Linked DNA regions of Mus musculus: regions 1, 2, 3, 5 and 6 are each linked to region 4. A link is a contact called in public Hi-C, HiChIP or PLAC-seq and promoter capture Hi-C data. All regions are on one chromosome and are shown on one strand. Each heading gives the region's core, a stretch centred on a gene start, on an enhancer-like site or on the middle of the called end of the contact. The rest is flanking DNA. Distances are from core to core; before and after follow the strand shown.

Region 1 (3,562 bases), core at 586-3,085, 430 kb after region 4:
AAAGTCGTAGGACATGTTTGCTGTCAGTTCTCTCCTTTTTTTATGTTTTACTGTTTTTGAGACAGGATTTTGTTGTTTGTGTGGCTGTGTTGCATACTTGAGCTTCCAGCAAATTCTCCTGCTTCCACCTCCCGTTCCCCATAGGAGTGCTGGCATTCTAAATGTAAAGAGCTGTGTCCAGCTTCTCCCATGGGTCCTGTGAGTCAACTCAAGTCCTCAGACTGTGCCAACACAGTCTGAGGCGATCTCTGGCTTCTCAGCTCCTTGTTTAAAACAAGTGATCATTTTCAATATGTGTGTTATGCCTTTGTTTTCTTCTCAGTGCTAAAGATTAAACTAACAGCCTCGAACATGCTTGCCAAATTTTCTACTACTGACTACATCCACAGTCCACCCTTAGCTATTCTCACCAGCCTTGGCTGCTTAGTGAATCTCAAAAATAAAATAAAAAAGAGAAAATGCCTGCTGGGTGATGGTAGCACATGCCTTTAATCCCAGCACTCTAGAGGCAGAAGTAGGTGAATCTCTGAGTTTGAAGCCGGCCTGGTCTAGAGAGTGAGTTCCAGAACAGCCAGGGCTACTCAGAGAAACCCATTCTCAGAGTATGGGGGAGGAGTGAGCAAAATTAAGGTTTAAAGTCTTACATCTAAATAAGAAAGCTGAGTGTGGTGACCCACACCTATAATCTCAGCACGTTAAAGGTAAAATACGGAGTTGAAGGCTACCCTCACCTACATAAGTTCTAAAGTTGATTAACCTGGGTTTCATGAGCCCCGATCACAACAGCAGCAAAAGCTATAATTGCATTGGCAGGCTTCCATTGTGTGGTGTATAGACAGTTTTTGACACTAGGGGGAGCATTTTCCTGCAGAGAGATTTTTCAAAGCTCAGTTTCTACACTGGGCCTTTGGGATACCTACCCTTACAGACAAATGTTATTTTTAGCCTAATTCACTAGGATTTCTTTTTTCACACTTGGGATCAAAGTAGAAAAATGCCTGGAGCATTAGCATTCTCCCTTCTAAAAGCAATGTGAAGGTAGGATTTGGAACTATTGGATTATAGTATAAAATTGACCAAGCTTTATTAGAAATTGTAACCAAATTGTGTTGTCCTTTGAAAATTCCTCCTTAAGAGACATTTTCTTAATATGATCGTTTCAACAAAATACCTTACCTTTGTTATAAGTTAAACACAACAAATATGTATAATATTTGCTGCCCAGATGCCTGTTTTACTCTTAAGTTTGGATTATTTTATTTTAAAGTGGAGCAGAAATTGTACCTTTTTAAAATCTGGCATGTTGATTGTCTTCTCGTGTTTAAACATTGCTGTGGGTAGTGCCTGATAGTTGTCTGTGCTGCTCTAAGCTGTGTTTCCTTAGGTACAGATATTTCTGGGCCCTTTTGGCTCTTGATTCCTTATTGCTGGAAGTAAATATTTGGGAACTATCACTGAGATGTGGTAAAGTGAAGCGGAGAAATAGTTTCCGTAACTGTGCTGTTAATGCCATGATGGTGGTGATTGTCTCAGAGCTAACCTGCCAGCTTCCTCTTCGCTACTTTTTCTAACTCTGATGATTGCGTCAGTGCTCATCTGTGAATCTTTGAGTACAAAGAAGGAAGAAATTACCCCAAATTGGGTTGTGGTGTCACTGATACTGACTTCTGTAGGCACGGTGACTGTGGCATGATCACTTTGAGTCAGAGCTCATCCTGGAAGATTAGCAGCCTCTTTTTAGGAAAAAAAAAAATGCCTGTTGGCCTTTGGTTGATGAGGGAGGGAATGGTAGCTCCTCTCCCTCTCTCTCCCCAAGGAGTGACTCATCTATTAACTCATGAGCGTCACCACATCAAAAGCAGAAACCAAGGTCTCCAGGACATAGGGGTTTATACAGACTGGATAGCTTCCTGCCCTTAAGTCACTATTTATAATTGTGTGCTTAAAAGAAAGCTTCAAAGACTATGTTAAACAACTTGCATAGCTCTCTACCTAAATATGTAGTCCATTTGTTCGGAATACTTAGGTCAACTCATGATCAAAATTTGCTTAGAAGATGGAGGTCAGTGGCAGAGCACTTCCCTAGCATGCTCAACGGCCCGGCTTCAAGCCCAACCTCAGAAAAGAAAGAGGAAGGTCAGTTAGGGTTTGTTAGTGTTTTCTTTGTTTTGTGGGGGTCTCACTCTTTGGCATTGGCTGGCCTGGAGCTCACTATAGCAGCTTGACCAGGTTGATCTCAAACTCACAGTGAGTGATTCCCCGCCTTGGCCAGCTGAATGTTGAGAGTAAAGGGTGTGCTACCAGGCCTGCCCTCTCAGGCTTACTGATAAACATTTGAGGTGATGGGTCACCTAAAAATTGTTAGCTTATTGATGTATATAGTTTACATTGTATAGTGTATAATGTATACTAAAACATCATACTGTACTGAAAGTGATACACAGTTATTTGTAAATCTTTAAAACCAATTTTACTGATTTTAAAGGAGAAACAAAGTATTTCTTCTTCTTTTTTTTTTTTTTAGATTTATTAATTTATTATATGTGAGTACACTGTAGCTGCCTTCAGACACACCAGAAGAGGGCATCTGATTTCATTATAGATGGTTGTGAGCCACCATGTGGTTGCTGGGATTTGAACTCAGAACCTCTGGAAGAGCAGTCAGTGCTCTTAACTACTGAGCCATCTCTCCAGCCCCAAGTATTTCTTTATATTAAGAATACTAATCTGGTAGAATTCACTTGCTTCCAGAAGGTTCATGGGCTAATTAATGTTAGAGTTTACTTTTGTTTTGGCCAGCAGATGTGTACTTTTAACATATAATAATATATTCTTGCCCTAGGTGCCACAGCCATTGTTTTATTTTTAAACACTTTGTTACATTAGGAAGATAAGGCAGAATTCTAATTATACTTTGTTTAAGTCTAACAGATTTAAAGACCTGCCACTCACATTAACTAATGCCCAGGCCTTTGGGTTTAGACAAACCATGCTGCTTTCTATAGAGAAGAGCAGGGAAGTGCTAGCTTGTGACTTGACAAAGAGAATCTAAAGAACAGGTCTGGGGGGCTGGAGAAGATGGCTCAGTGGTTAAAAGGAGTGGCTGCTCTTCCAAAGGACCAGTGCCCACATTGCATCTGGGCCACAACTACCTGTAAATCAGTTAATTCCCAGGAACTTCCTGGCTTCTTTGGGCACAGACATCCAATGTGAACAAAATATCCTTATAAATAGAATTTTTAAAAAGAAATTTTAAAAAAAGAAGAAATAAAGGAATAGGTCAGCTTTTTGGTGTCTATTTGCAGTGAGTAGTTCTATATTCCACCCATCTAGCAGTCCTTTCTGTAGGTCAGAACCTTAAGTAAGTTGTTTTCTGACTGGTGAGAAAAGCAACTGTTTTTAACTTCGGGGGAGTAGAATTCCTGTGTGGCTTCTAAAGTCTCCCAAAAGTCAGACTTTAAACAAGGAAGAAAGAAAGGTTGCAGTCATGCAGACAACCCTTTGTCTCCCAGACATCCCTAGTGATCACATTCCAGACCAGCACGGTCCTTCTGTTCGTCAG
Region 2 (3,435 bases), core at 822-3,321, 460 kb after region 4:
TTGTATATATGCGCCCCATTTGCATGCCTGATATCGTCAGGAGGTAGAAGAGGACTTCGATCCCCTAGAACTAGAGTTATGGTTGGTTGAGAGCTACTGTGAAGGTTCTGGGAGTCAAACCAGGTCCTCTGAAAGAGCAGCAAGAGCTCTCTTACCACTCAGCCAGCCATCTTTCCAGCCCCTGGAAGTTTTCATCCATATTGAAGAAAACAACTTTCGTGGCTTATTGATAGTATGCTTAAGCATGCTCCAGGGTCCTACTTTTCATCACTATCCCAACCCAATCGCTAAAATTGAGGACACATGGAAATTCTTACAGTAATTTGTTGGTTCTCTATGCTGTATAACCAAAGACAGGGGAAATTGTGCAGATGTGTTAGAGGGTAAGGGTTATACTCACTGGTAGAGCAGTTGCCTAGCCTGTGCAAGGTAGAGTCTGAAACATGAGGTAGCTCATTTTCTTGATATATTCAGTGATTATTTTGTTGGACACCACAGAGGATATAGAATGGGGGCCTAACCCTGTTATTTTGTGTTGTTTTTGTGTGTATAACTGATACAATAGGAATGCTGCCCATATTTACTTAGAAGAATATGTTTTGGATAAAATTGCTATCTACTAGATTGCCTAATACTATCTGTCAGAATGATCTACCATTTGCATATTCTTTAGTGCTGAGTTGGTGACTTTGTAAAGTTTGCTGTCTTATTATTTGTTTTGATAATAAACACTACTGTGTTGTTTTGTATTCTTGCTATCAGAATCAGAAATGTGAAAGTCTAACTTCACCTTTTAGTAGAATGCTATTTTGTTTCTCCATATTTGTTCTAGTTTCCTTGTCTTTTCTACTGGGTATCACTTGTGAGTCTTTACTTCTCCCTGCCCTGGAGTGAACCTGAGGCTTGGTACATTTTTACCACTAAACTGTATTGCCAGTCCTTGTGCTTCATTTTGAGTTTGGTTTGGTTTTGCTGAGTTGTCCCAACTATCTACCTGACTCAGCCTGCCAAGCAGCTGGGATTAGATGCCTGTGCCACTAACCCAGACTAGGTAAACTACTTATCTCTTTAAAGACTAGTTTAGGGGGCTGGAGAGATGGCTCAGTGGATAAGAGCACTGGCTGCTCTTCCAGAGGTCCTGAGTTCAATTCCCAACATCCACGTGGTGGCTCACAACCATCTGTAATAGGATCCGGTGCCCTCTTCTGGTGTGTTTGAAGAGAGCAACAATGTACTCATATACATAAAATAAATAATTCTTAAATAAACAAAGACTAGTTTATAGGTTTTTTTATTTGTCTTATTTCAAGAGAATTCTCTTTAAGCTAGCAGTATTTAAATTAATCAACATTTGTACTTTATATATTAAAACTAAATGCTCATACTAAGCATATATAAATTTAAGGCTAAACAGATTTTACCTAGTAAGATTTTTATTCTTTCAGAAATTTCAATTTATTTGCATTAGTGGGGGGGGGACAAAAACCAATCTTAAAACCAAAACTTATCATTTGTTTTGACAAACTCTCATGACCTGTGCCTTTTCATTTTAGACAATGAAAGACATTTTTCCTTTCAAAGAACAAGGTATAAATGAAGGATTCTTTTGACCTTTGTTGATAATGATAGAACATTTGTTTCATCATTTGAGTTTGGCGATTATGGGAAAGCATTTGATAATGGTCACTTAGACACTCAACCAAAGTGCTTCAGCATTCCATTTATGTTCTGTTTGTTGAGCACATTTTCCTGTGAGTGTTAGCAGTTGGATATGCCAGGTCAGTCAGTGCCTGCTGGGTTTTCCCCCTATGAAGTATCTGTTCTTTTTCATACAAAGATTTTATGAAAGAGCTCATGGTATAGTATAGATGATCTGAAACTAAACAGGGGTCATTTTCATATGTTTTTAATGTCATTTGTTGCTGGGACCTGTTTTTGACTCTTTTGAACCCTTTGCTGGTTGTGGTTTGTCTGGCCATCACATGACTTCTCTGAAAATTCCCCCTCCTCTTCATTTCCAGTAAACTGTTTGAGCAGGCGTGAGTCAGAGTGAAACCAGCTTCCCTGTAACCACAGGGCTTGTTGAAGAATTTGTCAACGTGGACTCTAGAGGGTTTGCATTAAGCTTTGCAGCAACGATATGGTTTGTGTTGTGTCAGTTCCTGGGAAAAGCTTCCTCCTCTCAGGATCTTTTGCTTATTTGCATTAAGTATTAGAAATGTTCATTCTAGGCTCATTCGAGGTCTTGTCATGTAGATCTCCTTTCAGATCCCACCAACCACACACAGCCAGTGACATTCAGGATTTTGTTGCTTAACATCTTTATTTTTATTTTAAGTGTGTGAATTTGCCTGCATGTGTGTATGTGTACCGTATTTGTGAAGAGCTCAGAAGAAGTTGTTGGAACTCCTGAACTCGAATCATAGATGGTTGTGAGCTACTAAGTGGGTGCTGAAAATTGAGCCTAGACCTTCTGCCAGGGGGAGAGCAGCCAGTATTCTTAACAGATGAGCCATCTCTTCCTTAAGTGGTCTTTTAATGAGAATCCATTATAGAATATCTCAACTATTGGGATAGTTAAGTTTGAGTACAGAAGGAAGAAAGAAAGGTAATACTTAAACTGTCTAGTGGGGCATAGAGAGATGGCTTAGTGATGAAGCACTTGCTGCTGTCACAGAGGGACCCACATGTCAGGTCACAGCTGTCTAACTCCAGTTCCAGGGAGAGCCAACAGAGGCACCTGGTGCATATATGGCACTCAGACATGCATGCAGGCAAAGCATCCATACACACGAAATAAAATCTAAAAAAATTAATGTTCAGTAGTTGTCATTTGAACACTCAACATTGACTTAGAATTTTTCATGGCTTCTTTTGTTGTCTCAAGAAACTTTTTCTTAATACTAAATTGTCCTTTGGCCACTCCCATTCCCAGATTTGACTGTTTCTTGGTTTTCTGACTCTTCTTCTATTCAGTTGTATAGCATTAATGGAACTTGAAAGATAGTTGTGGCTTGATGCAAGTCTCAGAATGGATGGTCACTGGGAAGGAAGGCTGTCTGTCTGCTCCTAGTCTATTCCTGAGTCCTGCTCTTTTCTGTATGGCAGTTTATGCCTCAGTGGGTGGCACTGAGAGGACAACTCTCAGTCCACAGTGGGATTCTGATGCTGAGCTCCTATGATGAGGTTTGTGCGGCAAGCGCTTGTACACTCTGACACACCGAGTGGATCTCACTAGCCCTTGTTTTGGCTTCTGAAACTTGGCTCATTTAGTCCTATGCCAAGATTACAGGCGTTTACCACCACCATGCAAGACTTGTATGCTCATTTCTGATTTAACCTTGTCATCTTCAGTCAGGCTTATTTTATTATTTATTTATGCATATGTGTACACACATGGGTTGAAGTGCTGGAGAATGCCAGAAGAGAATGTTG
Region 3 (3,428 bases), core at 710-3,209, 370 kb after region 4:
TTTCTGGGTGTTGGTGTATGCTGAAGTAAAGGAGAAGGAAACACGGCCTTGTCCTGTCTGTGGTTTTCTAGGTTGCAGATGCCATTCTCGGGAATCAGATGTTCACCCACTATGACCGGGCTCATATCGCCCAGCTGTGTGAGAAGGCGGGCCTGCTGCAGCGTGCATTAGAACACTTCACCGATTTATATGACATAAAACGTGCAGTTGTTCATACCCATCTTCTTAACCCTGAGGTATTTGTTTCTTACCTGTTAGTTGTGATTAGTCAGTGTGTTTATTGTTTATACTGGGTGATAGTAATTATTAATTTTTTTTTTCCCTCTAGTGGTTAGTGAATTACTTTGGGTCCTTATCAGTTGAAGATTCCCTAGAATGCCTCAGAGCCATGCTGTCAGCTAATATTCGTCAAAATCTACAGATCTGTGTTCAGGTGGCTTCTAAATATCACGAACAGCTGTCAACTCAGTCTCTGATTGAGCTCTTTGAATCATTCAAGAGTTTTGAAGGTAATTAGGAATGTCAGAATTGATATAAGAGAGACACTTATAATTAATCAGGCAGTTCGAAATTATCTTCTGAAAAACACTTTTATGGGACATGTCTTCTCTAGGACCCCTCATGTCATGGGATCCTTGAGGTATACAGTGTAGAAGAACACCTGCTTGGGTATTTTATGAACTAAAGGCAGAAATTTGGGTTAAGAAATTTATTGTCTTGTGTTAGCTGCATAATATTAAAATACTGACGACTAATTACAGTAATATTAAAAGCACCGCTCTGACTCTTGCAATAGTGAACATTTCTCCTAAGGGGGTTTTGTGCTTCATTAGCCCAGCTATTTAAAATTCAATTAAATAATTAAAATATAATTGAAAGTTTCTAGAGTTAGTCTAGCTACGCTTGAGGTGAGCCATGGGAGGTTAGTGTCTAAGGCAGATGATATAGGTCATCACTCCAGAAAGTTCTTATGGACAGCTCTACACTAAATTTTTGAAAGTTTTATGCAAAGCTATCTGGTATGTGATACTTGATTTAAAGTGTCTCATGAAATGTGGTATAAACATTTGCTTTGCTATTGAGGCGCTGTCCTTTACTATTTGAAAACTTCCGAGCCAGGCAGAGTGGCCACTCAGAAAAATGAGACAGGTTTATGATAGATTCAAGGACAGCCTGAACTATACGACAAATCCTCTCAAAAACACTAAAACACAGAAAGATACTTTTAAACAGAATTTCCTGTTGTGTAGGGACTGAAATTTATACCTGATTTGTTCAAGTGGCTTCTGGATTAATGTGTATTCTTACTGAACTTTTAAAACAGCCAACTTACTAGGAACCTTTTCTGTAATCATGACTTGTAATTGCTTAATTTTTAGTTCTTTCATTCTCAAAAGTATAGCCAGGCTTGATGGTACATGCTTTTAATCTCAGCACTTTGGAGTCAGAGACAGGAGGATCTCTGATTTTGTGACCAGTCTGTCTGGCTTATACAGCAAAATCAGGACAGCCAGGACTCCATGAAGAGACCAGGGCTTCACAGTGAGACCTTGTCTTAGAGCAAGCAAGCAAGCAAGCAAACAAACAAAACCTGCCTATGTTCCTTAATCTCAGTTACTTTTGTTTCTTTAAGGTCTCTTTTATTTTCTGGGGTCCATTGTTAACTTTAGTCAGGACCCAGATGTGCACTTTAAATATATTCAGGCGGCTTGCAAGACTGGGCAAATCAAAGAAGTGGAAAGAATCTGCAGAGAAAGCAACTGCTATGATCCCGAGCGAGTCAAGAATTTTCTCAAGGTAAGTGGCTTTAAGTTACGTGCTTCTGATTGACTTAAGCAGTTCTACAAGGGTTGAGTCGGGCTTGAGAATATTTTTCTTACATTTGAAAATCTTAGCATTCTCAAATTCTGTGCTGGGTTATTTTTTCTAAACTTAATACTCTGTGGTTTCTCAAGAAATAAGGAAGGAAATTAGTAAGTAGTACCTAAGAACGACCATCTGTTTAAAAAGAAGGAAAAACAGTTTCATTTTCAAAGAACTTCCTTTTTTTAAAAAAAAAAAAATCAAAAGACACATTTCTTTTTTCTCTTTTCTCTTTTTTCTTTTGTTACAGGGTCTCACTCTGTAGCCCTGGCTGTTCTAGAATTCAGTATATAGACCAGGCTGGAGATCTGCCTGCCCCTGCCTCTTGAGTGCTGGGATTAAAGATGTGTGTCACTAGGGCTGGTTTAAGAAAAACACAGTTTAAAGTTGTTCTTGATGACATTTTAGAATATTCAGCTCTTTCCCCAGGTGGTGACACATACCTGTAATGTGTACATTATTAATATGTACAACAGGAAGTAGATGGCCTCTAGTCCATAAAAGGCTTTGATTCCTTTATTTTTTTTTTAAGGCACAGTTATTGATTTTGTCTTTCTACTGCCTTGAAAATTTTTGTCTGGGGAGAACAATGTGCATAAGAGCTAGCTCTCTCCTTGTATCATGGAAGGCCCAGGGGTCAAACTCAGATCTTCACATTTGGCACAAGTGCCCTTACTCTTTGAATCATCTTTCCTATTTTTTTTGAGATAGTCTCACTTTGCAGTGTCTAGGCTGGCCTTGGTATGTGGTAAAACCAGCATCTTCCAGAAGGCATCATTCTTGGCTTAGGTTTCTTATATTTTACTCTTCAATTTTTTTTAACATTTATTTATGTTTTCATTTTGTGTTGATGTTTGTGATGATGTTTCTGTGCCCAGGCCATTGCATGGAGGTCAGAGGTCAACTCTTGGGAGTCAGTTCTATCTTTGCATCATGTAGTTACTGCGTCTAGAACTCAGAATGTTAGTCTCCATATAAACGTCTTTACCTACTGAGCCATCTTCCAGCCTCTGCCTTAGATGCTTGTATTTTTCAGTTTATCTTTGGCATCATTTTCAAGATCCTTTATTGTAGGTTAAGGAAACATCTAGATTTACTTCTAGCATCACATCTGTCTGAATCCAGAAATGAAGTGTTAATGTATAATTTATAAACCAAGTGGGATCAAGATAAATTGACTTTGTGACACATGAATTCAGTTGGAGAGAATAAAGGCTGCCTCTGGCTGGAGTGAAGAATAATGTCCTAAAGAATGCTAAGCTAGAGAATAGTAAGGGTTTTTAATTTGTTTAACTTTGCTTGTTAACATTATTCTCATACCAGTTATTTTATGGGGAAAAGTAAAAATTTGTAGCTATCTATCAATGAAAGATGAGAAAAATTCTTAAACTCAGAGAGTACCACTTGTCCACTGTCACACATGACATTTTTTAACTTTTGTTTTTTGGGAGAATTGTAGATTGAGCACAAAACCATTATTACATGGAATTTGCATGTCTTGCCTCTACCTATTATCACTTGGAGGTAGTTTACAGCTGTATCATCTGATATTTATTCTTTTGAAT
Region 4 (3,948 bases), core at 759-3,258:
AAGTGCTCTAACCACAGGGTACACTCCCATCCTAAAGAACTCTTTAAAAAGACCTATCACAGCTCTATGCACAGTGAGTACTCTGTGTTTATGCTGTTATATTGCTACTATTTGACTTTCTAAGTAAGATTTCCATGAATGTAAGTGACCACCACCACCTCCTCCTCCTTCTCCTCCTCCTCCTCCTCCTCCTCCTCCTCCTCCTCCTCCTCCTCCTTCATTTTTCCTTCGAGACAGGGTTTCACTGTAACTGTCCTGGAACTCACTTTGTAGACTAGGCTAGCCTCAAACTCAGAAATTCGCCTGCCTCTGCATCCCGAGTGCTGAGATTAAAGGCATGTGCCACCATACTCGGCTTAAGTGACCTACTTCTATGTCTAGCTTAAAACCATAAGTATTGTAAGAAGTGAAAAGCATGGATGGTATACATCTGTAATGCCAGCACTTGGGGTGTGAAGATAGACCAATCAGGAGGGACAAGAGTTCCAGGGCAATTGAACCTACAATGGGTTGGGGAGGGAGAAGGAGAAAGAAAGAATCTATTACAAATGTAGTCAGTGGTAGAGCACTTGCCTAGCATTCACAAAGACATGAATTAGATCCCCAGCAACACACACGCACACTTATTCATATTTCCACTATGCTAAATTATTAGATTAATTTTCCACAATTGGTTTGTTTGTTTGTTTGAGACAGAGTTCCTCTGGGTAGCCTTGGCTGTCCTGGAACTCAGTCTGTTGGCCAGGCTGGCCTCAAATTCAGTTCAGAGATCCACCTGCCTCTGCCTCCCTAGAATTTTCTACAATTCTTTTGTTGATGTTTATCTTTTTGTTTTGAAACAGATTTTTTTATTTTTTGGTTTTTCGAGACAGAGTTTCTCTGTGTAGCTCTGGCTGTCCTGTAGACCAGGTTGGCCTTGAACTCAGAAATCCGCCTGCCTCTGCCTCCGGAGTGCTGGGATTAAAGGAGCGTGCCACCACGACTTACAGTTTTCTTACAGTTCAGACTGGCATTGAATTTGAGACATAGCTCAGGATGATCTTGAACTTCTAATCATTCTGGCACCTCCCAAGTGCTGGGTTTGCAGCATGGGCCACTATACCCAGTTTATACTGGTGCTGAGGATAGAACACAGGACTTCCTGCATACTAGACACGTAGCTCTCCACCTCCACGTCTTCTATTTCTTAAAGATTAATTTTGGAGTGTGTGTGTGTGTGTGTGTGTGTGTGTGTGTGTGTGTGTGTGTTTTGCAGGCCATGGGTGCTGCAAAACAAGAGCTCCTTTTCTCTGTAAGAGCAATATCTGAATGTTGGAATCACAGAAGTGCAACAATGTGTTTGGTGCTCTCGCTCCTCCCTCCTGTCCTTTCTTTTTTGTTTTCTTTTCTTTATGGAGACAGGGTCTTGGTATGTTATCAGGCTAGCACAGCTGCTGTGCTCAAGAATCCTTCTTCCTTGCTGGGTGGTAGTGGTGCATGCTTTTAATCGCAGCATTTAAGAGGTAGAATGGGGGCATGGGGGAGAAAGGAGGAAAGGAAGAAAGGAAGGAAGGAAGGAAGGAAGGAAGTTAGGAAGGAAGGAGAGGGAGAGAGAGAGGAGAGGGAGGGAGGAAAGGAGGAAGGAGGAAGGAAGAAAGAAAGAAAGAAAGAAAGAAAGAAAGAAAGAAAGAAAGAAAAAGAAATTAAGAAATTCTCCTGCCTCAGTCTTCAGAAAAGGTGAGAGTATGATCAACCACCCACGCTGAGCTGTTAGAAGAATCAGTTGGAACTGTTGTGGGTTTTGGCGTATTCTTTAAAACTGAAACGGCAACCAATCTAGCTTTCGATATCTTAAACTCGAGTTGAGTAAACGTAGCGCTAAGACCTTGCAAGGGACACGAAAAGGCAAAGGGGTGGAAGGGAGTGTTGGGGGGAGGGACAGACACCCGGAACTCAAGGACTAACAGGCGGAGGAGGGATTTCACAATAGGACCGGGTGGGTTGGGATCAGCGAGGGACCGGAAGAACGCTAGAGGAAGCTCTTTCTCCGCCATGGCGGGGCCGGTCAGCTTGCGCGAGCTGCTCATGGGGGCGTCGGCCTGGCTGGGCTCTGAGAGTCCTGGAGGCCCCTCCGCTGAAGGCGGGGGAAACGCGGCTGGCACGCCCGAGCCCCCGTGGAGGGAGGATGAGATCTGCGTGGTGGGAATCTTCGGCAAGACGGCTCTGCGCCTCAACTCCGAGAAGTTCTCTCTGGTGAATACTGTGTGCGATCGACAGGTTTTCCCACTCTTTCACCATCAGGATCCTGGAGATCCAGGAACTGGAATCAAGACCAAAGCTGTCTCTGTCGGAGAGGCGGGAGGAGCCGGAGACCCCGGGGCTGCAGCCGGGGATTCACTTCGCGGAGGTATGGCTACGGCGGAAGGTAACCGAGCTGAGCCAGGTCCCCAGGACTTCAGTCTTTTGCAGGCCTATTACAATCAGGAAAGCAAAGTTCTGTATCTTATTCTCACTTCCATCTGTGACAACTCACAGCTTCTGCGTGCTTGTCGGGCCCTCCAGAGCGGTGAAGCCGGAGGGGGCCTCTCTTTACCTCATGCAGAAACACACGAGTTCTGGAAGCATCAGGAGAAGTTACAGTGTCTCAGCCTCCTTTACCTCTTCTCTGTCTGTCATATCTTGCTCCTGGTCCATCCGACGTGTTCCTTTGACATCACTTATGATCGTGTATTCAGAGCCCTGGATGGACTGAGACAGAAAGTACTACCCCTCCTCAAAACAGCCATTAAGGATTGCCCAGTTGGCAAAGACTGGAAGTTAAACTGCCGACCTTGCCCACCTAGACTCCTCTTCCTCTTTCAACTCAATGGGGCCCTTAAGGTGGAACCGCCTCGGAGCCAGGATACAGCTCATCCAGATAAACCCAAGAAGCACTCTCCCAAAAGAAGGCTGCAGCATGCCCTGGAGGACCAGATCTATAGAATCTTTCGCAAGAGTCGAGTCTTGACTAATCAGAGTATCAACTGCCTCTTTACGGTACCTGCCAACCAAGCTTTTGTGTACATAGTCCCCGGAAGCCAGGAGGAGGACCCAATTGGCATGTTGCTGGACCAGCTTAGGAGCCATTGTACCGTGAAAGACCCAGAATCGTTGTTGGTGCCCGCACCCCTTTCTGGACCTAGGCGGTACCAAGCGATGAGACAGCACAGCCGCCAACAGCTCTCCTTCCACATTGATAGCAGCACCTCGAGTTCTTCAGGCCAGCTAGTGGATTTCACTCTTCGAGAATTCCTGTGGCAGCACGTGGAGCTGGTCCTAAGCAAAAAAGGTTTTGATGACAGTGTGGGCAGGAACCCACAGCCTTCCCATTTTGAACTGCCCACTTACCAGAAGTGGATCTCTGCAGCAGCAAAGTTGTATGAAGTGGCTATCGATGGGAAGGAAGAGGACTTGGGCTCCCCCACTGGGGAGCTAACATCTAAGATTTTAAGCAGTATTAAAGTCTTAGAAGGGTTTTTGGATATAGACACAAAATTCTCGGAAAACCGGTGCCAAAAAGCTTTACCCATGGCTCATAGTGCCTACCAGTCAAACTTGCCGCATAATTACACCATGACAGTCCATAAGAATCAGCTTGCTCAGGCTCTTCGGGTATACAGTCAGCATGCTCGAGGTCCAGCCTTTCACAAATATGCCATGCAATTACACGAAGACTGCTACAAATTTTGGAGCAATGGCCATCAGCTGTGCGAAGAGAGGAGCTTGACTGACCAACACTGTGTCCACAAATTTCATTCCTTACCTAAATCAGGTAGCTACAAAGTTCCCAACAGTTTGAACTGAAAACTGGAGCTGTGCTTTTAGTATTAGTGTGTGTTTGTATGGTGTGGTGTGTGTGTCTGAGAGAGACCTCGCACCCTTGGAGGTCAGAGGGCAATGTTGTGAGGTCAGTAGTCTCCAACCTTTTCA
Region 5 (3,608 bases), core at 760-3,259, 320 kb before region 4:
GAATGACGTGTCTATGCACATTTAAGAGCTGTGACATTCTCTACACTGTTCAAAATGTCGCCACCTTCCTTAGTACTTGAATGACTGATTTGGAGTATTTAAAGCTTCAATTCCTGAATAAAAGTCCAGGCTAAGAATCACTGGCAGGGAGGGGAAAGGTAGTACAGCAGGTAAAGGGCCTGGTTGCCAAGCCTGACAGCCTCAATTCCATCTGTCCCCAATACCACATGGGGGAAGCCGAGAACCAATTTCTCTCACCTCCAGTCTAGTAATGTGGCCTGTGTGTCACACACAAACACAAAAGAAATGTAATAATAAAGAGTCGTTGCTTTAGCTGAGCATTGGTGGCACTGACCTTTCTTTTGTTTTGGGGGTGGGGGGTTCCAGACGGGGTTTCTCTGTGTAGCCCTGGCTGACCTCAAACTCAGAAATCCACCTGCCTCTGCCTCCCAAGGGCTGGGATTAAAGGCGTGCACCACCACTGCCCGGCTTTTTTTGGGGGTAGGGGGTGGGGGTGGGGAGGTCGCTGGCCTTTCTAATCCCAGTACTCAGGAGGCAGAGGCAGATGAATCTCTGTGACTTCGAGGAGAGCCTGCTCTACAGAGTCAGTTTTGGGAGAGCCACGAAAGAAACCTACACAAAGAGGTTGTCTTGAAAACCCACAAGTTAAAAAAAGAAAAGAAAAGAACCCGGTGTGGTGTCGCACACCTTTGATCCCAGCACTCAAGAGGCAGAGGCAGGCAGATTTCTGAGTTCGAGGCCAGCCTGATCTACAGAGTGAGTTTCAGGACAGCCAGGGCTACATAGAGAAACCCTGTATCGAAAAACCAAAAAGAAAAGAAAAAAAGAAAGAAGAAGTTGTTGTCAATAAGTAGTGCAAAAGCAGGGAGAGTCGCGTATTCCTATATCCCATAATTTAGAAAGTTTAGATGCTGTCTTCAAAAAAAATGCTAGATTTTTTTTTTTTTTTGAAATGTGAGGTAGGTATGACACACTTTTTTTGGTTTTGTTTTGTAGCTCTGGCTGTCCTGAAACTCACTCTGTAGACCATGCTGTCCTCGAACTCAGAAATCCGCCTGCCTCTGCCTCCCGACTGCTGGGATTAAAGGCGTGCTGCCACCACTGCCCGGCACGACACACTTTTTTTTTATATCATCTTCCGTATTTCTTGGGCCTTTAAAGCCACCTTCCAAACTGCCAATCTCCCCAAAAGTTCTGATGTGGAAGCAGTCACTCCCGCTCCGTCAACATCCCCGGTCAACTCTACTAAAGAGGTCCAGCTCCTCCCTCGGGACACCAGAGGCCCAGGCTAGACCACGAGACGACAAGGACACGATAGCTTACTTTTCCAGCTACTTCTTACTCTAGGCAGGCCTGCCGACATGAATGCTCAGAAACCGCCACACTCTGAGGGAGCTCCGGAGTCCCGGGGTCACCCACCGGAAGCTGTGCGTGCGTGCGTGAGCGGGCGAGTGCGTGGACGCGCGCGTGGGCGCCAACCACTCCCTACCGCAGCCCCCCAAAGTGGGAGGCTGGCCCACAATCCCCCGCGAGGGCGGGAAAAGCAAGGGGTCGCCTGGCAAGGGTCAGGGGACACACAACAGACCTCCTACAAGGGTTTTTTGAATTTTTCACAGCAGGAAACTGCCAACTGGTCAGTTTCTGGTTGCTGCGTCTACTACAACTTCCATCCAGGAGGATGGATTCTTGAGGAACCCGTGAAAGAGGGCAGAGCATGGTGAGGAAATATGCTGTACAGGGTTCACTTGGCCTGGCTACCGTCTCCGCGTCTCCGGCCTCTTTTTTTGTTTTTGTGTTCACTGTCAGGCTATATCCGAAACGTGACTCGGACGAGTGAAACTAGAAGACAACCTTACATGAAACCAGTGTGTGGGATTTCCTCAGCAGCAGCAAGGCCTCGTGAGTCTAGGCCGCGCGAGCCCCGCCCCTTACGCCGCGCGTGTGACGTCACGCCACTGACCCTCCCCCGCGGGAGGGCGGGGTTTGGGTTTCCAGCGCTTTCGCGCCTCTTGCTCTACGTCACTGCGTGCGTAGCCGCCGAGCTCTCAAAAAAAAAAAAAAAAAAAAAAAAAATGCAGCGGGAGTTGGTGGGTTATCCGCTGTCTCCAGCGGTGCGCGGGAAGCTGGTGGCTGCGGGGTTTCAGACGGCGGAGGACGTCCTAGAGGTGAAGCCCTCCGAGCTCAGCAAAGGTAACGACTCCCAGCTGCCAGCTGATGCACCGCGGCCGCTTGGCGCCGCCTCCGTCTTCGTTCCGCCGCCTCCGCCAAGCCGATCTTTTGACACCGCTGAAATTCTCTTGAGCTTGGAACTGTGTGGAGCAACGTTTACTGATTGCTTTCTCCGTGCTCGCTGGATGCTTTGAGGAGTGCCTCACTTAATGGTTTAAGGAAGGCTCCTCTTGGACCAGGGTGTCCAATCTGTAGATGAAAGAACCGACTTCTCATCTTGAGGTTTCATGATAAACTGGGTTGGGAAACAATCACAAGCCATGTAATTCTCCTTGGTCAAAGATCCTGGGGGGCGGGGGGGGGGAATTGAAGTTGAAAAATAAAGGATTAGAGAAGGACTAGAGATATTTCAGTGAGAAAAGCAATAGAACATTCCCTTAGACCAGGAGAAAGCTCTAGAAAGACGTTCGTGATTCACAGGAATACTGCCTCCCCCCCCCCCCCGCCCTGGCCCCCGACTTTTCTCAGAGTTCTTTAGGTTACAGATAAGTGGGAATCACAACCGGGCAGTGGTGGCGCACGCCTTTAATCCCAGCACTTGGGAGGCAGAGGCAGGTGAATTTCTGAGTTCGAGGCTAGCCTGGTCTACAGAGTGAGTTCTAGGACAGCCAGGGCTACACAGAGAAACCCAGTCTCAAAAAACAAAACAAAAAAACCAAAGTGGGGACCACTGCATCCTTAATGTTCACAAATCCAAACTTCGTTGTAGTCACCCACTGTGCCAGTAATACTATGCACATCTCTTTGATGGTGATCAAAGAGGACAGAATGGAATCTGGTTTGATTTTTGTTTAAGTGTTGTGTATTGAACTCATGGCTTTGCCAATGTTAAACACTACCACAGAGCTATACCCCTAGTCTAATTTTACATCCCAGCGATGATGCTAACAGAGTAGTAGCAGAATGGGTAGAGCACTAACTAGCTATGTATGCCCAAGGCCCTGGTTTTGATTCCCCAACTGCTAAATAACTAAATAATTGGATAATTCATTTCTGTGTTAGACTTTTGTTTGTTTCAAGAAAAGGTTTGGGGGCTGGAGAGATGGCTCAGCGGTTAAGAGCACTGACTGCTCTTCCCGAGGTCCTGCGTTCAATTCCCAGCAACCACATAGTGGCTCACAACCATCTGTAATGGTATCCGATGCCCCCTTCTGGTGTGTCTGAAGACAGCTACATGTACTCACGTATATAAAATAAAAATAAATCTTTTTAAAAAAGAGAGAGAGAGAAAAGGAAAGAAAAAGGTTTCTCAGTGTAGTCCTGACTGTCCTGGAACTCGATCTGTAGACCATGCTGGCCTGCCTGATTTCCTAGTGCTGGCATTAAAGGCATGGGCCCCCATGCCAGGCTCTGAGTTA
Region 6 (3,621 bases), core at 241-2,740, 510 kb before region 4:
TGTCTAGTACCAGGCTAACCAAAACTCTACAGCAAGAACCTGTCTCAAAACAACACTGCCCATCCAAAAAAAAAAAAAAAAAAAAGCATCAGGGCAAATGAGCCTGTTTAGGAAGTGAACAGAGTAACCAGGGGCACTAGGGCCAAGAGAGGTGGGGCAGCTTCCCTGAGTCAGACTGGAGGATGAGACACACAGTGGTATGAGGGAAAAGGAGCTACTCACCATTCTACCTTGGCGAGGGTCCTGGCTGCCTGCTCCTGCTCGTCACTAAAGGAGACAGAACACAAGAGGAAAGTGCACGGTCATTAACATCACCATAGAATCAACGATTGTCACACGGGTCTACCCCTGAACTTCTCTGCAACTCATTTTCCTCCACCACAGAGGATCCGGCGTCTCAAAAAGTCACCACACCAGTCAGGCAATGGAAGAAGCAACAAGTGACCCTGCCCGGTGAGAATTCCACCACAAAAGTTCCTGAGCAAGGCTAAGTATCATCCTAGCTTACTCAGCAGAACTCAAACGTTCTGATCCCCACACCCAGCAGTAGAGCACTCCAAACCCTGCTCTCTACAAAAGAGAAGAAATTCCAACTCTGAAGAGACAAAGACTGCCCAACTGGGACTCACTTTTGGCCCTGGTAGGGGCATGAATCCACAGGGCAGTTCGGCCAGTCTCTGAGTCTAGGAGTAGCACCCACCTGACCTGTTACTGGGGGCAGAGTCCAGAGCAGAGGACAAGAGGGAGAGGACCACAACCTGTGATAAAAGAGCAGCAGGGTTGGCCCGGTCCTGCTGAGCATACTTGAGACCAAGTAGGTGAAGGTTTGAGGGAGGAGGCCACACAACAGGAGCAGAATTAGGCCAGTCCGGCCTGGGAGACAACATCTGTCAAATGGGTCGAATTAACAAGGATTTCAAGTTAAGGCCTCCTGGGCCCACTTAGGGAGCCAGGTCTGAATTTCACCGACACTCCTTCATGTTTGGTATGCTCGAGGGGTGTGCAGCAGAGCCCCATAGGAGGCTACGGCGATTAAAGCCTCCATTGTGATCCTACCAACCTTCCCTCCCTCACGGGGGAGCCCGCAAGCGGCCAGCCGGAGGTGCTGCCTCACGGCTCCCTGGCTCGCGGCCTGAGAAACAGAGAGAGGAAGGGAGCGACAAGGACCAGGCCTAGGAGGCCCAGGGTTCTCACAGTTAGGGACTCTGGTCTTAGGGTGGGGGGTGGGGGAGGATGGGCTAAGCAGCCAGGAGATCCAGGTGCCCAGGTTTTAGGGGCGGGGCCAAGGCCTCGGAGGCGGAGCCCCAAATGACAGAGGGCGGGACTCAAGAGAGCCGGCGAGGGCCGGGCAGGACTTGGTCGTTGTGGTTCCCAGGCTGGCAGTGCACGGGGTACAGTGACTCACCCAGGCGGCGTCCGCCCGACCCTCCAAAGCCGCGCTCTCACCACTTCCGTCTCCCGCAGCTGCTGAGGCCGCGCAGCTCGAACCCCACCACGGTCCCTTGTCCCCAACCAATCGTATCTCTAGCCTCTACCCGCCCTGGCCAATAGCCACGCGAAGTCCCGCCCTGCCTCACCACGCAGCCGCCGCCCTCACTCTCCACGCTGCTCACTGGTCCAGTGGGCAGACGCCCTCTCAGCTTGTAACCTATCCGGCACCCGGAGACCAGACAGTACCCGGAGGGAGGAGGCTTGGCGCCAGAGAGCAGACACGACCAATAGGAAATCACAGCGCGTCCCTCTGGCAGCCAATGGGAGAGGAGTAAGAGGGGTCGCAGCCTAGGGCTCCGGGGACAGGAAGTACGGCCGCCCGTCGCCTACTGGTAGCGCAACTGGGGGGCGGGACATTGCAGGGAATGGTAGCAGTCACTTCCGGTGACGACCCCGCCCGAGAGGTAGTTCGCAAATGACCTCGCGGTGGCTCAGCGTTTTAACCCAGTGGTGTTTCTGTTTTGCTCCAGTAATGCGAGAAAGGAAGGGTAGCATGCCGGCTAGGAAAGGGGAAGGTCCCTTCCCAAACTCTCGGTTCCATCACTCTCGTGTTTCGTCGCCCGGTCGATGGAAAAGAAAATCCTGGATTTTTTTTTTTTTTTTTTGTCTGCGAAAGAGAAGAGCTGGGTTCGGGAACTGCTGAAGCCACAGGAATGGAAAACGTGAAAGACCCTCCTAGAAGGCCTGGGAGGAAGGAGCTCTCGGACTGGCAGCGCTGGCGGTTCCCTTTGCGTATCTGGACTGGTTGTTAACGACCGACCAACCTTGCCGTCCTTCGAGACCTGCATTGCCGCCAGTCCAGAGTCTCTCAGCCAAGAGAGAAAAACTGGGTCTGACTGCCATTAGCTAGCTGCGGCTTCTTAGTCTGTAAAAGGGGTAGAGGGACAAGACTGAAGCGCCTGGAGCCAGCACCGGGACGCAGGTCACCAGTAACGCTGGAGGTCTCCGTGATCCGCGCCACTACTAACCAAACTGAAGTGGCAAAGAGTCCTATTCTCGGCGGATAGTCCGAGTCCTGGAGTGGGTCTAGGCCCTGAGATCCTAGGCTAGTGTCCTCACGTCTTGGTTTCTGAAGTACTTACAGTTACTAAGTCATAGGAAAACAGAAATCTCTCCTGAGTTCACTGTTTTAGTTACAGGGTCTAGAACCCGGGTCTAACCTAGCGCATGCGTGATACTGAGCTCCTTGGAGACTATGGCATTTTGTTTTTCCCTATGTCCCAGCACTCTAATTACAGGACCTTCAGAATTTGTTCAGCACTGTACCACAAGCTTCCTGGAATTTGGAGCTTAATTCTGCATATCTATTTACCCAAATCTGGGGAAAGGCGGAAATCAGAGGTTGCCAGGTAGTTAATACCTTGTTTTTCCCAAGAGCAGCTACAAAATGAAGGTATTGTATACGGGAAACATGGAGGCTTGAGGCTCAGAAAGTGGAGCCAGAGTAGAAATGGTCAATAGGACAAGCTATGTTGTAAGCTGAGTGAACTCTATAAGCGAAAGGGAAATTTCCCCCTTTCTGTTTCCTACTAAAAGCCAGAAACCAGTACCCTTTCCATCAGCCTTTCAAACTAGTCATAGGAGCTATGTTTCCAGGAAATGGTAAAAATACAGAGACACCTGAAGCCACATATAGGTTAGTTTATTTCCTCTGAGTCTCTTGAGAAGTCAGCAGGGATATAAGGCGAACTGGTAGGAGCTGCGGGGGGTCCTGAGCAGAGCTGATGCAGGGAATAGAGGCTGGCATAGGCAGGAAGAAGAGATTTAAATATTCAGGTCCAAAAGCCAGTTAGTGAGTCTCCTTCATCTGTCTTTGGATTTTGTGTAACATCTCCTGCATCCGCCGCAGCTGAAACAGGCACATACATCATCAATGCAAGGTGTTTGATAGGAAGAGTCTGACTGTATTGAAGAAGTGTCCCCAGATTCTAATCCCTTGAGTCTGGGACTTTGGTGGCCCTTATGTATGATGGAAATGGCAGAACCACTCAACATCCCACCTATGTACCAGAGCATAAGGATAGGTCCTTCTATTCCCAAGCCAAGAGATAATGAGGCTTATCAAACGGAGGACTTCCCAGACTGACATCTGCATTGTATTGCTCTCACCTCTTCGTCTTTCTCCCGGAT

What was found. Promoter capture Hi-C pulls out the DNA fragments that hold promoters and counts their contacts. Hi-C and Micro-C count contacts between places; a contact is called where the count stands out from the background. HiChIP or PLAC-seq counts read pairs in DNA pulled down with a chosen protein or histone mark.
Region 1: a FOXA1 HiChIP or PLAC-seq map of pancreatic cancer cells shows a contact between it and region 4. The contact joins the enhancer-like site here to the promoter of Smg8 in region 4. A contact is called at or near these places in 9 of 39 promoter capture datasets (the 3T3-L1 cell line, the HPC-7 cell line, cranial neural crest and 5 more), 7 of 115 datasets of contacts at active chromatin or transcription factors (the 230-238 cell line, bone marrow-derived macrophages, embryonic hindbrain and 4 more) and 2 of 9 other capture datasets (macrophages and pancreatic islet).
Region 2: a promoter capture Hi-C map of pre-B cells shows a contact between it and region 4, with 2.9 times the contacts expected there. The contact joins the enhancer-like site here to the promoter of Smg8 in region 4. A contact is called at or near these places in 4 of 39 promoter capture datasets (the C10 cell line, embryonic stem cells, hippocampal neurons and 1 more), 1 of 484 Hi-C or Micro-C datasets (B cells), 4 of 115 datasets of contacts at active chromatin or transcription factors (bone marrow-derived macrophages, embryonic forebrain, embryonic limb bud and 1 more) and 1 of 9 other capture datasets (macrophages).
Region 3: a Hi-C map of B cells shows a contact between it and region 4, with 21 read pairs. The contact joins the enhancer-like site here to the promoter of Smg8 in region 4. A contact is called at or near these places in 12 of 39 promoter capture datasets (the C10 cell line, the SN4741 cell line, cranial neural crest and 8 more), 15 of 484 Hi-C or Micro-C datasets (B cells, CD8 T cells, embryonic stem cells and 5 more), 16 of 115 datasets of contacts at active chromatin or transcription factors (the 230-238 cell line, the SCID.adh cell line, astrocytes and 11 more) and 4 of 9 other capture datasets (adipose tissue, embryonic stem cells, macrophages and 1 more).
Region 5: a contact with region 4 is called in an H3K4me3 HiChIP or PLAC-seq map of the SCID.adh cell line, with 11 read pairs. The contact joins the promoter of Rad51c here to the promoter of Smg8 in region 4. A contact is called at or near these places in 2 of 39 promoter capture datasets (hippocampal neurons and pre-B cells), 1 of 15 datasets of contacts at CTCF or cohesin (the NIH/3T3 cell line), 2 of 484 Hi-C or Micro-C datasets (both in embryonic stem cells), 5 of 115 datasets of contacts at active chromatin or transcription factors (the SCID.adh cell line, bone marrow-derived macrophages, large pre-B cells and 2 more) and 3 of 9 other capture datasets (adipose tissue, liver and pancreatic islet).
Region 6: a promoter capture Hi-C map of liver shows a contact between it and region 4, with 2.2 times the contacts expected there. The contact joins the promoter of Mtmr4 here to the promoter of Smg8 in region 4. A contact is called at or near these places in 2 of 39 promoter capture datasets (liver and pre-B cells), 3 of 115 datasets of contacts at active chromatin or transcription factors (astrocytes, bone marrow-derived dendritic cells and memory CD8 T cells) and 2 of 9 other capture datasets (adipose tissue and liver).

Annotation. Positions count from the first base shown.
Region 1 is chr11:86,650,929-86,654,490 of GRCm38.p6, reverse strand. All of the region lies in intron 5 of Vmp1 (vacuole membrane protein 1), which reads left to right. Among named protein-coding and RNA genes, the nearest start is that of Vmp1, 31 kb to the left of the region's middle. Within about 2 kb of position 1,835, at least 136 of the 459 cell types and tissues checked have an H3K27ac peak or open chromatin away from gene starts, as enhancers often do. A contact at or near this core is called in the 230-238 cell line, the HPC-7 cell line, bone marrow-derived macrophages and 2 more, where this site is marked.
Region 2 is chr11:86,623,082-86,626,516 of GRCm38.p6, reverse strand. All of the region lies in intron 7 of Vmp1 (vacuole membrane protein 1), which reads left to right. Among named protein-coding and RNA genes, the nearest start is that of Gm51914, 11 kb to the right of the region's middle. Within about 2 kb of position 2,071, at least 161 of the 459 cell types and tissues checked have an H3K27ac peak or open chromatin away from gene starts, as enhancers often do. A contact at or near this core is called in B cells, bone marrow-derived macrophages, pancreatic cancer cells and 1 more, where this site is marked.
Region 3 is chr11:86,716,267-86,719,694 of GRCm38.p6, reverse strand. It overlaps Cltc (clathrin, heavy polypeptide (Hc)), which reads left to right. Exons shown (of 32, transcript NM_001003908.2): 12 at 72-236; 13 at 329-509; 14 at 1,634-1,797. Among named protein-coding and RNA genes, the nearest start is that of Ptrh2, 34 kb to the right of the region's middle. Within about 2 kb of position 1,959, at least 39 of the 459 cell types and tissues checked have an H3K27ac peak or open chromatin away from gene starts, as enhancers often do. A contact at or near this core is called in B cells, bone marrow-derived macrophages, germinal center B cells and 3 more, where this site is marked.
Region 4 is chr11:87,084,837-87,088,784 of GRCm38.p6, reverse strand. Smg8 (smg-8 homolog, nonsense mediated mRNA decay factor (C. elegans)) reads left to right here and starts at 2,008. Exons shown (of 4, transcript NM_024262.1): 1 at 2,008-3,790. The coding sequence starts at 2,032.
Region 5 is chr11:87,402,907-87,406,514 of GRCm38.p6, reverse strand. It overlaps Rad51c (RAD51 paralog C), which reads left to right and starts at 2,009. Exons shown (of 9, transcript NM_053269.4): 1 at 2,009-2,211. The coding sequence starts at 2,094. Tex14 (testis expressed gene 14) reads right to left here and starts at 1,450. Exons shown (of 31, transcript NM_031386.2): 1 at 1,345-1,450.
Region 6 is chr11:87,590,035-87,593,655 of GRCm38.p6, reverse strand. Mtmr4 (myotubularin related protein 4) reads right to left here and starts at 1,490. Exons shown (of 19, transcript NM_133215.2): 1 at 1,406-1,490; 2 at 223-267. The coding sequence starts at 225. Septin4 (septin 4) reads right to left here. Exons shown (of 14, transcript NM_001368775.1): 13 at 3,601-3,621; 14 at 3,113-3,340.